2 separate regions of the Hordeum vulgare genome follow, and region 2 is linked to region 1. Evidence: chromatin contacts called from public Hi-C data. All regions are on one chromosome and are shown on one strand. Each heading gives the region's core, a stretch centred on a gene start, on an enhancer-like site or on the middle of the called end of the contact. The rest is flanking DNA. Distances are from core to core; before and after follow the strand shown.

What was found. Hi-C and Micro-C count contacts between places; a contact is called where the count stands out from the background.
Region 2: a Hi-C map of leaf shows a contact between it and region 1, with 6 times the contacts expected there. The contact joins the enhancer-like site here to the promoter of LOC123404241 in region 1. A contact is called at or near these places in 3 of 6 Hi-C or Micro-C datasets (leaf and seedling).

What each region holds. Positions count from the first base shown.
Region 1 is chr6H:65,309,562-65,315,427 of MorexV3_pseudomolecules_assembly, reverse strand. LOC123404241 (polyubiquitin-like) reads right to left here and starts at 2,953. Exons shown (of 2, transcript XM_045098154.1): 1 at 2,822-2,953; 2 at 1,029-2,101. The coding sequence starts at 2,101. The coding sequence ends at 1,184.
Region 2 is chr6H:65,570,715-65,576,580 of MorexV3_pseudomolecules_assembly, reverse strand. It overlaps the pseudogene LOC123404293. Among protein-coding and RNA genes, the nearest start is that of LOC123401276, 16 kb to the right of the region's middle. Within about 2 kb of position 3,405, at least 1 of the 3 cell types and tissues checked has open chromatin away from gene starts, as enhancers often do. A contact at or near this core is called in leaf, where this site is marked.

The DNA.
Region 1 (5,866 bases), core at 1,704-4,203:
AAAAAATAAAATGTTTGTGACTTCAAAAACTACTCGGAATTTTGTAAAAACTTATCGCATATACAATAAAATGTTTGGACAATAAGAAAAGTCCATGATTTCAAATACAATTCCATGTATTAAAAATTATTAAAGGCATTTAACAAAATGCTTTTAATTCAAAATATGTTAATGCATTTAAAAAATGTCCTAAAAGTTTAAAAATAGCTAATGCCTGTTTTGATAGTTTCTTTTTTTATTTAAATTTTTCTGTTCCATTTTTGTTTATTTCTAATTTAAATAATTGAATTACAAAAACTTTTGCATATTAAAAAAGAGGAATTTTGAATTAAATGCTGACGAAAACATAAAATGTTTGTGAATTTAAAAAAAGCACCGGATTTTTATATTTTTTTTGCAAATTCCAAAACAATGTCCATGAATTTAATAAATATATTACTGATTTATAAAAATGTTTGTTTATTCAGAAAAACTTCATGCGTTCCAAAAAATGTTTGTGAATTTAAAATAAAATCCTCCAACATAAAAAATTATGTTCGTCTTTTCTTGAACTGGTCGTCAATTCAAAAGAAAATATTTAAACCCGTCGAAATATAAAAAATATTCATGATTTTTAGTAAATGTTTGTAAATTGTAAAAAATGTTTTCGATTTAAAATTGTTTCCATATTTTTAAAATTATTCACGAAAGATCTAATGTATGTAGTTAAACATTAATACTTCTAAGTCTTTTTGAAGAATTAACTGTTGGATGAATCAAATTATTATTGTATGTTTTAAAAAAAAAAAAAATTCAAAATAAATCTTTGAGTTACCAAGATTTTAACAACCATGATATATATTTTTTGAAAATGTAAAAATTGCTTCAACTTGTGAATAAATTTAAAAGAATAAACGTTTTCTTGCATTTGTGCATAAAATTTTAAAATCAAGCAATGATATATGAACATAATGTGATCACCATCATTGAAGATTATGTTTTTATCTTCCGTGGCAACGCACGAGTCAACAGTAAAATGAACAAGCATATTGGTTCAAATTCACTTATTCATACCAAACCATACCATCAACTGTTTCCACGAAACCAACAAACATCATGGGGACTCGATGGTCCATCAAACCAGATACAGTAGACTTAACACTAACAAGACATACGACTAATAGCAGCAGGACCGTCAGTGTAATTACTGACCACCACGGAGGCGGAGCACCAGGTGGAGGGTGGACTCCTTCTGGATGTTGTAGTCGGCAAGGGTGCGGCCATCCTCCAACTGCTTGCCAGCAAAGATCAGCCGCTGCTGGTCAGGGGGGATCCCCTCCTTGTCCTGGATCTTCGCCTTGACATTGTCAATGGTGTCAGAACTCTCAACCTCCAAAGTGATGGTCTTCCCGGTCAGGGTCTTCACAAAGATCTGCATACCACCACGGAGGCGGAGGACAAGGTGGAGGGTAGACTCCTTCTGGATGTTGTAGTCAGCAAGAGTGCGACCATCCTCCAGCTGCTTGCCAGCAAAGATGAGACGCTGCTGGTCCGGGGGAATGCCCTCCTTGTCCTGGATCTTGGCCTTGACGTTGTCGATGGTGTCGGATGATTCCACCTCAAGTGTGATGGTCTTGCCAGTGAGGGTCTTGACGAAGATCTGCATGCCTCCTCGAAGGCGGAGGACAAGGTGAAGGGTGGACTCCTTCTGGATGTTGTAGTCAGCAAGGGTCCTGCCATCCTCAAGCTGCTTGCCGGCAAAGATGAGGCGCTGCTGGTCCGGGGGAATGCCTTCCTTGTCCTGGATCTTGGCCTTAACGTTGTCGATGGTGTCGGATGATTCCACCTCCAGGGTGATGGTCTTGCCAGTCAACGTCTTGACGAAGATCTGCATGCCTCCACGAAGGCGGAGGACAAGGTGAAGGGTGGACTCCTTCTGGATGTTGTAGTCAGCAAGGGTCCTGCCATCCTCGAGCTGCTTGCCAGCAAAGATGAGACGCTGCTGGTCCGGAGGGATGCCCTCCTTGTCCTGGATCTTGGACTTGACATTGTCGATTGTGTCAGACGACTCCACCTCAAGGGTGATGGTCTTTCCAGTCAATGTCTTCACAAAGATCTGCATCTGCAGAGAAGAATCCAGAAGACGATGGTAAGCCTCAAGAAGCAGACCAAGCAAAGTAACATGATAAATTCTAGTGCAGCCATATTCATAACGCCATAGAGAAGAAACAAAACAACCGAGAGCATAATACATATTCTCATCAAAGAGCTACTGATAGAAGACAGGTTCAACAAAAAGTCTACTGATATCATCTATCTCAATTCTCAAGGTTACCATCTAAGAAAATTAGCTCTCGGTACCAAAGCTAATTTTCTCGGTACAAGTACTATTGAATTACTGCAGGCTACTGTTGAATTCTAGAAGAAACGGATGAACTATAGCAAACATGCATAGGTTAACATCTAATTCCAGAATTCAGAGGGAAATCTATTAAGAAGAAACGGACGAACTAGTAGATGAAACATGCATAGGTTAACAAAATCTTAGACCATAGGTTAAGATCTGAGACCATAAGCCAGTAGGAATTCAACCCGAAGAAGAACAGATCTATCCCTTCATCATCAATAAAAAAACATAACAGGAAAGAGATCGCGAGGTCCACACGCGAAATCCCTACGAAGGAGCTGTGCGCGAATAGATCGGACAAGTAAACTACGTTCATAACACCAGGCCGGGGCAGGAACGGGTCAAATTCGACGGCACCACACCTCCCACTACCACGAAGCACCTCAAAAATCTAGATCTAGACGATACGTCAGCTGGAGGAAGGAGGCGCCATACCTTGAGGCGGTGTGGGAGGAGGATCCGACGAGCCTCGAGTTGATCGGAGACGAGATCGGTTGGGGATTTGTTCGCTTCGTTCTTGAGCGACTTGAGCGGCGGTGAGGATTGGAGGCAAGGAAAGGGCGGGTATTTATGGCGGCTCGTGACGGGCCTGGTGGGAGAAGGAATCCCGTGCCGTGACGGCTCCGTCTGATTTTTTTTTAATCTATACCTAATATATATATATATAATATAACATAGGTATAGATTATATATAATAATAATAATAATAATAAAGAGGCCGCTGCCACACCACTCGCCGCCGCGGCCGACCTTAACCATCACTGTTGTCGATCTCAACCCATCCGCCTCCGCGGCCGTACCTCTACCCGCTTCCTGCCCCCGTTTCGGCGCTCGAGCACAGCTTCTGGATCAAATCAACACGACAGCTACAGTGACTGGGGATGATGCGTCTGCTGGATGCAGAACGGTGCCGGCGCGCGAATAAGGCGCGGCGGAGTGAAGTACTTGCTGGTGGAGGCGGGCCTCCATGGCTCACACGGGGAACTCCGAGGTTTTGGCGCGGCAACGGCGACTCCTTATGGTCAGATAGAGGCGCCTAACCCTTGCTCCCCTCATCGTATCCCCTCCTCCGGCAGGAACTCGTCATCTGGTGAGATCCCTTCCCATGCCTCCAACCGTGTGCTAAGCACCGACAAAAAAAATTGTTTTGTGGGGATTTGTTTGCTGATGAATGAATGTATTGAATGTAAGATTGTATTGTTGTAGAGACACAGAATGGCACACCACCTTCAGTTTGTGATCTGATCCCACATTCTCTCCCCCATGGGTGAAATAAGATAACAGTCCATTGATCAATTCACGTAGCCTCTTTGTTTTGTTTTGCTTGTCCCGCTCAATTTCTCATCATGGTGGAATTAACAATGGACGGGTTAATTTCTCAACAAAATAGGATAGGACTGACTACATTAGTTAGTTAGCTTATTATTTTAATAAATCAAAATGATTATAAAAATATTAAAATTATATGGTATTTTTTTTCTCCCGTTGCAACGCACGGGCCCTTTTGCTAGTAATAATAAAGAGGCTATTGCTTCCGTTGAAAAACCCACCGCGACATTTTATAAAAAAATCCTATAATTTTTGTTATTCAACCATCGCTTCATCATTTATCTAAAACGTAAAAGGAAAAATCGATTCGCTGCAAAAATTATACTCGTACGCATCGCCTCCTCCCGTCGACCCTGGGCCACCCTGGCCTGTGCTAGGCCGCCGCCACACCACTCGCCGCCGTGGCCGACCTCAACCGCCATCGCTGCCGATCTCAACCCACCCGCCTCCGCGACCGTACCTCTCCCCGCTCACTGCCCCCGTTGCGGCGCTCGAGCGCATCGCATCGACCCTGGTCCATCCTGGCATGTGCCTAGGCCGCTGCCACACCACTCGCCGCCGCAGCCGACCTCAACCACCACTGTTGTCGATCTCAATCCACCCGCCTCAGCGGCCGTACCTCTGCCCGCTTGTTGCCCCCGTTTCGGCGCTCGAGCACAGCTTCTGGATCAAATCAACGCGACAGCTACAGTGACTGGGGATGATGCGTCTGCTCGATGCAGAACGGCGGCGGCGCGCGGATAAGGCGCGGCGGAGTGAAGTACTTGCTGGTGGAGGCGGGCCTCCATGGCTCACACGGGGATCTCTGAGGTTATGGCGCGGCAACAGCGACTCCTTATGGCCAGATAGATGCGCCTAACCCTTGCTCCCCTCATCGTATCCCCTCCTCCGACAGGAACTCGTCATCTGGTGAGATCCCCACCCCATGCCTCCAACTGTGTGCCAAGCACCGACAAGAAATTTTGTTTTGTAGGGATTTGTTTGCTGATGAATGAATGCATTGAATGTAAGATTGTATTGCTGTAGAGACAGAGAATGGAACACCACCTTCAGTTTGTGATCTGATCCCACTTTCTCTACCCCATGGGTGAAATAAGATAACAGTCCATTGATCAATTCACGCAGCCTCTTTGTTTTGCTTTGCTTGTCCCGCTCAATTTCTCATCATGGTGGAATTAACAATGGACGGGTTGATTTCTCAACAAAATAGGATAGGACTGACTACATTAGTTAGTTAGCTTATTATTTTAATAAATCAAAATGATTATAAAAAGATCAAAAGCGTGTGATATTTTTTTCTCCCGTTGCAACTCACGAGCCCTTTTGCTAGTAATAATAAAGCGGTTATTGCTTCCGTCGGAAAACCCACCGCGATATTTTTATAAAAAAGCCCCTGTAATTTTTGTTATCCAACCCGCGCTCCATCATTTATCTGCAACGCAAAAGGAAAGAATGATTCGCTGCAAAAATTATACCTGTACGCATCGCCTCCTCCCGTCGACCCTGGGCCACCCTGACCTGTGCCCAGGCCGCCGCCACACCACTCGCCGCCGCGGTTGATCTCAACCGCCACAGCTATCGATCTCAACCCACCCGCCTCCGCGGCCGTACCTCTTCCCGCTTACTACCCCCGTTGCGGCGCTCGAGCGCATCGCGTCGACCCTGGTCCACCCTGGCATGTGCCCAGGTCGCTGCCACACCACTCGCCGCCGCGGCCGACCTCAACCACCACTATTGTCGATCTCAACCCACCCGCCTCCGCGGTCGTACCTTTGCCCGCTTGCTGCCCCCGTTTCGGCGCTCGAGCATAGCTTCTGGATCAAATCAACGTGACAGCTACAGTGACTGGGGATGATGCGTCTACAAGATGCAGAAAAGCGGCGGCGCACGGATAAGGCTCGGCGGAGCGAAGTACTTGCAGGTGGAGGCGGGCCTCCATGGCTCACACGGGGAACTTCGAGGTTATGGCGCGGCAACGGCGACTCCTTATGGCCAGATAGAGGCGCCTAACCCTTGCTCCCCTCATCGTATCCCCTCCTCCGGCAGGAACTCATCATCTGGTGAGATCCCCTCCCCATGCCTCCAACCGTGTGCCAAGCACCGACAAGAAAATTTGTTTTGTGGAGATTTGTTTGCTGATGAATGAATGTA
Region 2 (5,866 bases), core at 2,156-4,655, 260 kb before region 1:
ATTAAGCGCTAGTAGCACAACATCGGGGACCATTGCTATACTAGCTTGACACAAATTTGATCATTTGCATGGTTTGGCAAGTCCAAGTACACACCTCCTATTTCGGAGTTTAAGTATCTCCGTGTGCTTCTCTTTGAATTTCCAGATTACCTGGAGATGGTAGCCGACCTCACTGCTATTGGACAGTTGTTTCAACTTAGGTATTTAAAGGTTTCAGCAGCATCAGGCAGCATAGAGCTTCCTACTGAAATCCGTGGGCTTGTTCATTTGGAGACGCTTGATATAGATTGCCGAACGGCACAAAACATCCCCTCAGATATAGTCATGTTGCGCCGCTTGTCCCATCTGATTTTTCCGCGTGATACAGGACTGCCAAATGGGATTGGGAACATGAAATCGCTGCGTACTCTACGTTGTTATTGTATGGGAAAGACCTCATTGCATGATATTGTGGGCCTCGGCGAGCTCACTAATCTGAGGGAACTGACACTCACTAAGACCTACAAGTTTGATATGGTGAAGGCAGGGGTTGATGCCTTGGTCGACTCCATTGGAAAGCTGTGTGACCTCAGATTTCTCTACCTTGCCTGCAATCTTGAACGTTATGTCGACCTGCTGGACTCGATATCTGATCCTCCCCTCTGTATGGAGAATCTGCGTTTGGGAGGATGGCCATTCTACAAGGTTCCAAAATGGATCGGTGATCTTGATTGCCTCCATAGACTGTCTCTGTGTGTTGAGCGGTTGCGGACTGATGATGTTCATGTTCTTGGGCAGCTGCCGTCCCTCGTGTATCTCAGTCTCAAGGTGTTGTCTATTCCTCAAGACAGTGCTACCATCATCTGTACAGGATCATTCCCAGTTCTGGAGTGTCTTGCTCTCATGTCTCGCGATGATGATGCAACGGCATGCATGGAGTTTGAGGCAGGGGCTATGCCCAAGCTTCGAAGGCTTGTTCTAGGAGTACATGATAGGTGGGGTGGTGGCAGTGCTATGCCAGTGGGCATGGTGCGCCTCTTATCCCTCGAGCAAATCCATGTAGATAACATGTCATCCGTCCATTTTTTTTTTAAAAAGGAGGCCATGCCCCGGCCTCTGCATCGAGTGATGCATACAGCCATTTTATTAAAAAAATTGAAAAGATCCGAAGTGGGTACAAAGTCGAAAAGTGAAGGTAAAATAAATTACAAGGCGATGAACGCCCAAGGCGAATATGTGGATAGGAGTAGTTGACTAATTCCCTACTCTATCAGCATGTCGCCATCCATATCGGCTGAAGATAGCCTGAGCTACCATCTTCCATCGGGCACACTCAGTAACCAAAGGCTCCCTGGTTTCCACAGGAGTGAGTAAGGACCACATGCGGATCAATGCGGTAGCCCTGAAGATGACCTGCAAAAAGTTAATGGATTGTTGTCTGTTAAAAACTAGGTCATTCCTGCAATTTCATATAGCCCATAAAAGTGCCGAAGTTCCTACTCGGATTAATTTAGCGAACCGGATATTAACCCCGTCAAGCCATGTCCCAAATAACATGTTAATGCTAGTCGGCGGGGTTATGTTAAAGGCTATATGGATTGAGCGCCATAATACTTTAGCCATAGGGCAGTCCAGAAAGAGGTGCTTGATAGTTTCATACGTCTGACAAAAGATACATCTCCGATTTCCTTTCCAATTACGCTTGGCCAAGTTATCCATGACAACCGTGATGTCGAGTCTGCCTTCAGGAACGCCGCACAGGTGCACCCAAGATGCCCTCCTGTTACAATCTACTAGCTAGCTAGTATTTTGATTGGCCTTCTCTGCAACTTAAATCAGCGGTTCTCCGGTTTACTTGTTGCATTAATTATTCATTGTATTTTCTGTGTACGAGCAATGCAGGTTAATTGCTCATGATACCATGTAATTTATCATGTCAGAGCTGTATATTTTGCTGCATAACTGAAAATTTACTGCCTGAGTACAGTTCGTGCATGATCTGAATGCATAATATGATATCAATAGTATCTTGTGAATTCAAGTAATCACTTGGTTAAAACCTGTAATGTAGTGGCTGCGTCTTGTACATCCGAATAATTCTTGTCTGTGAACTCTAATATTGATGTTCATTCCTAATCATTGGTGTTTGAGTAATCATCCTCGGCATCCTTATTTGATTTATCTTCTGAGCCATTATAATCAGGGTGCGCTAGCTGTTTCATTTCCAATGTGGGAGTACAACATATGCAAACCTACAGCCGATCCTTAGAAAATAAAACATAATCCTTGAAATATGACCAACCTTATGTGTGAGTGTTTTTTTTTTTTTTTTGAAAAGAAGGCATCGTCCCGGCCTCTGCATCGAGTGATGCATGCAGCCTTTTATTTAACATGAAACCAGTCTAAATCAAGTACAAAGTGGTCTTAAAAAAGAAATAAAGAGATACAAGGCGTCCATCGCGCCACAGCCGATGATAACAATAGGCCTAGATGACTATCCACCTATCCTATTAATATGTCGCCATTCAAATCGATTGAAGATACCCTGGCTTCCACGGGAGTGAGTAAGGATCACGTGCGGATCAAGGCAGTAGCCCTGAAGATGACCTGCAAAAAGTGAACATATCTTTGTCTGTTAAATATTAGATCATTTCTGCAGTTCCATACAGCCCACAAAAGTGCACAGGTTCCAACCCGAATAAGTTTAGTGTAATCAACATTAACCCCCTCCAGCCACGTCCCAAATGACATGTTAATGCTAGTAGGAGGAGAAATGTTAAAAGCAATATGTATCGAGCGTCATAAAAGTTTAGCCATAGGACAATCTAAAAAGAGGTGCTTAATATTTTCTTTATTCTGACAAAAACTGCATCTTTGATTTCCTTTCCAATTTCGCTTGGCCAAGTTATCCTTAGTTAAAACGACTCCTTTGTGAACAAACCACATGAAAAAATTTATCTTAAGGGAAACCTTGAACTTTCATATATGCATGAATTTTGGAATAGGTGAAGAATCTATGAGGGTGTAGAATAAACTCTATTCATCAGTCAGGGTGTAGAATATATATATGCACCATTCTAAAATCCGAAGTACGACATCAGTATTCAGTAGCACAAAAGCTTTGTTCAAACCACTCAAATGCTTGCAATCATGGGACAGCAGGGAGCATGGACCATTTGATTGAAGCATTGAAGCATTGGAGAACGAGAGCAGCTAGGAATTGGCCGTCCGTGACGGCGACCTCACTCAACCGGTTTGTCTCTGTGACAATAATGGTGATGTTAACCTATAAGATCAACGACTCCCCTTTGTTTGAGTCTTTGAGGGAAGCTTCCTGGAATTGCGGGCGACGACCTCCTTGCATGATTCTTCTCCGGCTATCGTTGTCCGGGAATTGAAGGCGGAAAATGAAAGTGGCAATATTAACCATAAGATCAACCTCCTCCTTGAGTAGCTTCCGGGAATCGTCTTCTTGGATCCTTTCTGAGAGTGGCCAGGCATCAGCTTCGTTGAAACAGCATAATGGATTCACAGCCTTGCAATCTCCGGGTACATGTTTTTCCACACTGAATTTTCAAAACGCGTCGTTGGCTCGACGACTCCCCACACTGCTATTTGCCCGGGCTCCTCATATCCGGCTGACCGACAACCGCATCCTCATATCCCCCTGCACCACCAGTCCATCACCTATTCCACCTCCGGCACTCCGGCTTGCCTGTTGGACTTCTCCGGCACCACCGCAGCTCCTCCCTTCGAATCGCTGTCACGCACTCACTGACTCACTCTCACTTGCAGCACGCGAGCAGGCTATTGAGTTGAGCTAACAGCAGAAGGAGCCTCGCCATTGAGATGTCTGCACCAATCATCAGCGCCACCATGGGGGCGATGAACACCCTCATCGGCAAGCTCGCCGCACTGATGGGTGACGAGTACAAGAAGCTCACGTCCGTCAGAAAGCAGGCCTCGTTCCTCAAGGATGAGCTTAGCGCCATGAAAGCTCTCCTTGAGAAGCTTGAGCTCATGGATGAACTGGATCCCTTGGCCAAGAACTGGAGGGATCATGTCAGGGAGATGTCCTACGACTTGGAGAATTGCATCGATGACTTCATGCGAGACCTTGGAGGTGCCGATGCGAAGATGGGCTTTATAAAGAAGACGGCTAAACGTCTCAAGACGCTACGGAAGCGCCATCGTATTGCTGATCGGATGGAAGAGCTCAAGGTCCTTGCTTTGCAAGCAAATGAACGACGCATGAGGTACACAACTGCCTTTTTTTAATATAGGATCTCCTTGCTCGCAAATTCGCAATTTATGCACATGAAACCCATAAATATCCAATTTTTCTTGTTCCCATGCAAAGGTACAAGATTGACGATTGTACCAATTCTACCGCTCGTGTCGTTCCCGTCGATACTCGGATGTTGGCGATCTACAAGCAGGCAGCAAGTCTTGTAGGTATTGATGGCCCAAAGAACGAGCTTGTAAGTTGGTTGACAGATACTCAGGAAAACCTCAAGGTGGTGGCTATTGTTGGATTTGGAGGTGTCGGTAAAACTACACTTGCCAAACAAGTATATGATATGATTAAAAGGCAATTTAGGTGTAAAACATTTTTATCAGTTTCTCAAAGACCTGATATGTCAAGCCTTCTTGGTCGTCTTCAATCGAAGTTTAAGATGAAAGAGGAGTTAACTCACGCTCACGAGGTGCAAGACATTGTTGGCCGTCTTAGAGAATATCTCACACATAAGAGGTACCTATTTTGTCTAAATTGACACATGTGCACTTGAGTAGTTATAGACGTTTAGAGGAGTGTTTCTTGAATGGACGACAGGCACACATAATTTTGACACTCTCATTGTCTTGAATCCCGTTCCACCCATGCTTGACGCCCTCCGTGTTGTCATGGGCTCCTGCTCTGGCTTGTCTGAACCAAAGATGGGAAAGAAAGAGGATTTTTTTTCCAAGAAAAATTGATTGATGTAGAATTAGAGATCACTAGAAAGTACTTCCTCTGTACCATAATAATTGTAGTTGGGAAGAACTAGTCCCCAACTACAGTTATTTAGGTACAAAGGGAGTAAAAATACAAAATCCATTGAATAAAAAAGGCGCCGCTAGAAGAAAGAATGGCATGATCTTCATTTGAGATAAGTAATACTACCAGGCCGAGAAGATATGCAAACTTTAGATGGGGGTATGAAAGGGAGAAGTGTGGCGCTTAATTTGCTCTTATTTCTCTATTGAGTATGTAACTGAAGTTGAATTAAAGAGTTACAACAAAAATTATGGCCATCAGATATTAGAGATTGATCGATGGCTAAGATTAGTTGGATCCTAGAAAATTGGTACTTGTATGAGTACATAAATTGGTACTTTATTTTATTGTATAATAAAAGCATGACGTCTTTTTGTTCAGACGTTTCTAAGATTAGTTAAAAAATTAGTGTTTTAACACGTCACATATTAATTAACTTAGTCTATGCCAGAAAGTTATGTGAACATGCTAAATAACGTAAGGAATATCATCTTCTTGTTTGAATTCTTGTTTAGTTCATTGTTTGTTTGTGTTTATTACTGGGTTTCAGTGCTTTCATCTTCAACTTACTATCATATCATAATTAAACATATTATCTAATATGTACAAAAAAATTGAACAGGTACCTTATTGTTGTTGATGACTTGTGGGATCAGTCAACATGGAATATCATGAGTTGTATCTTTCCAGAAGTCGGGAATGGAAGTAGAGTAATAGTAACTACACGAGTAGAGGATGTGGCTATTTGGGCGTGTCGCAGTAACCATGAGTGTGTTTATAGAATGGAACCCCTCAAAGAACAAGACTCAAGAATGTTGTTCTGTAATAGAGTATTTGGTTCCGGATATG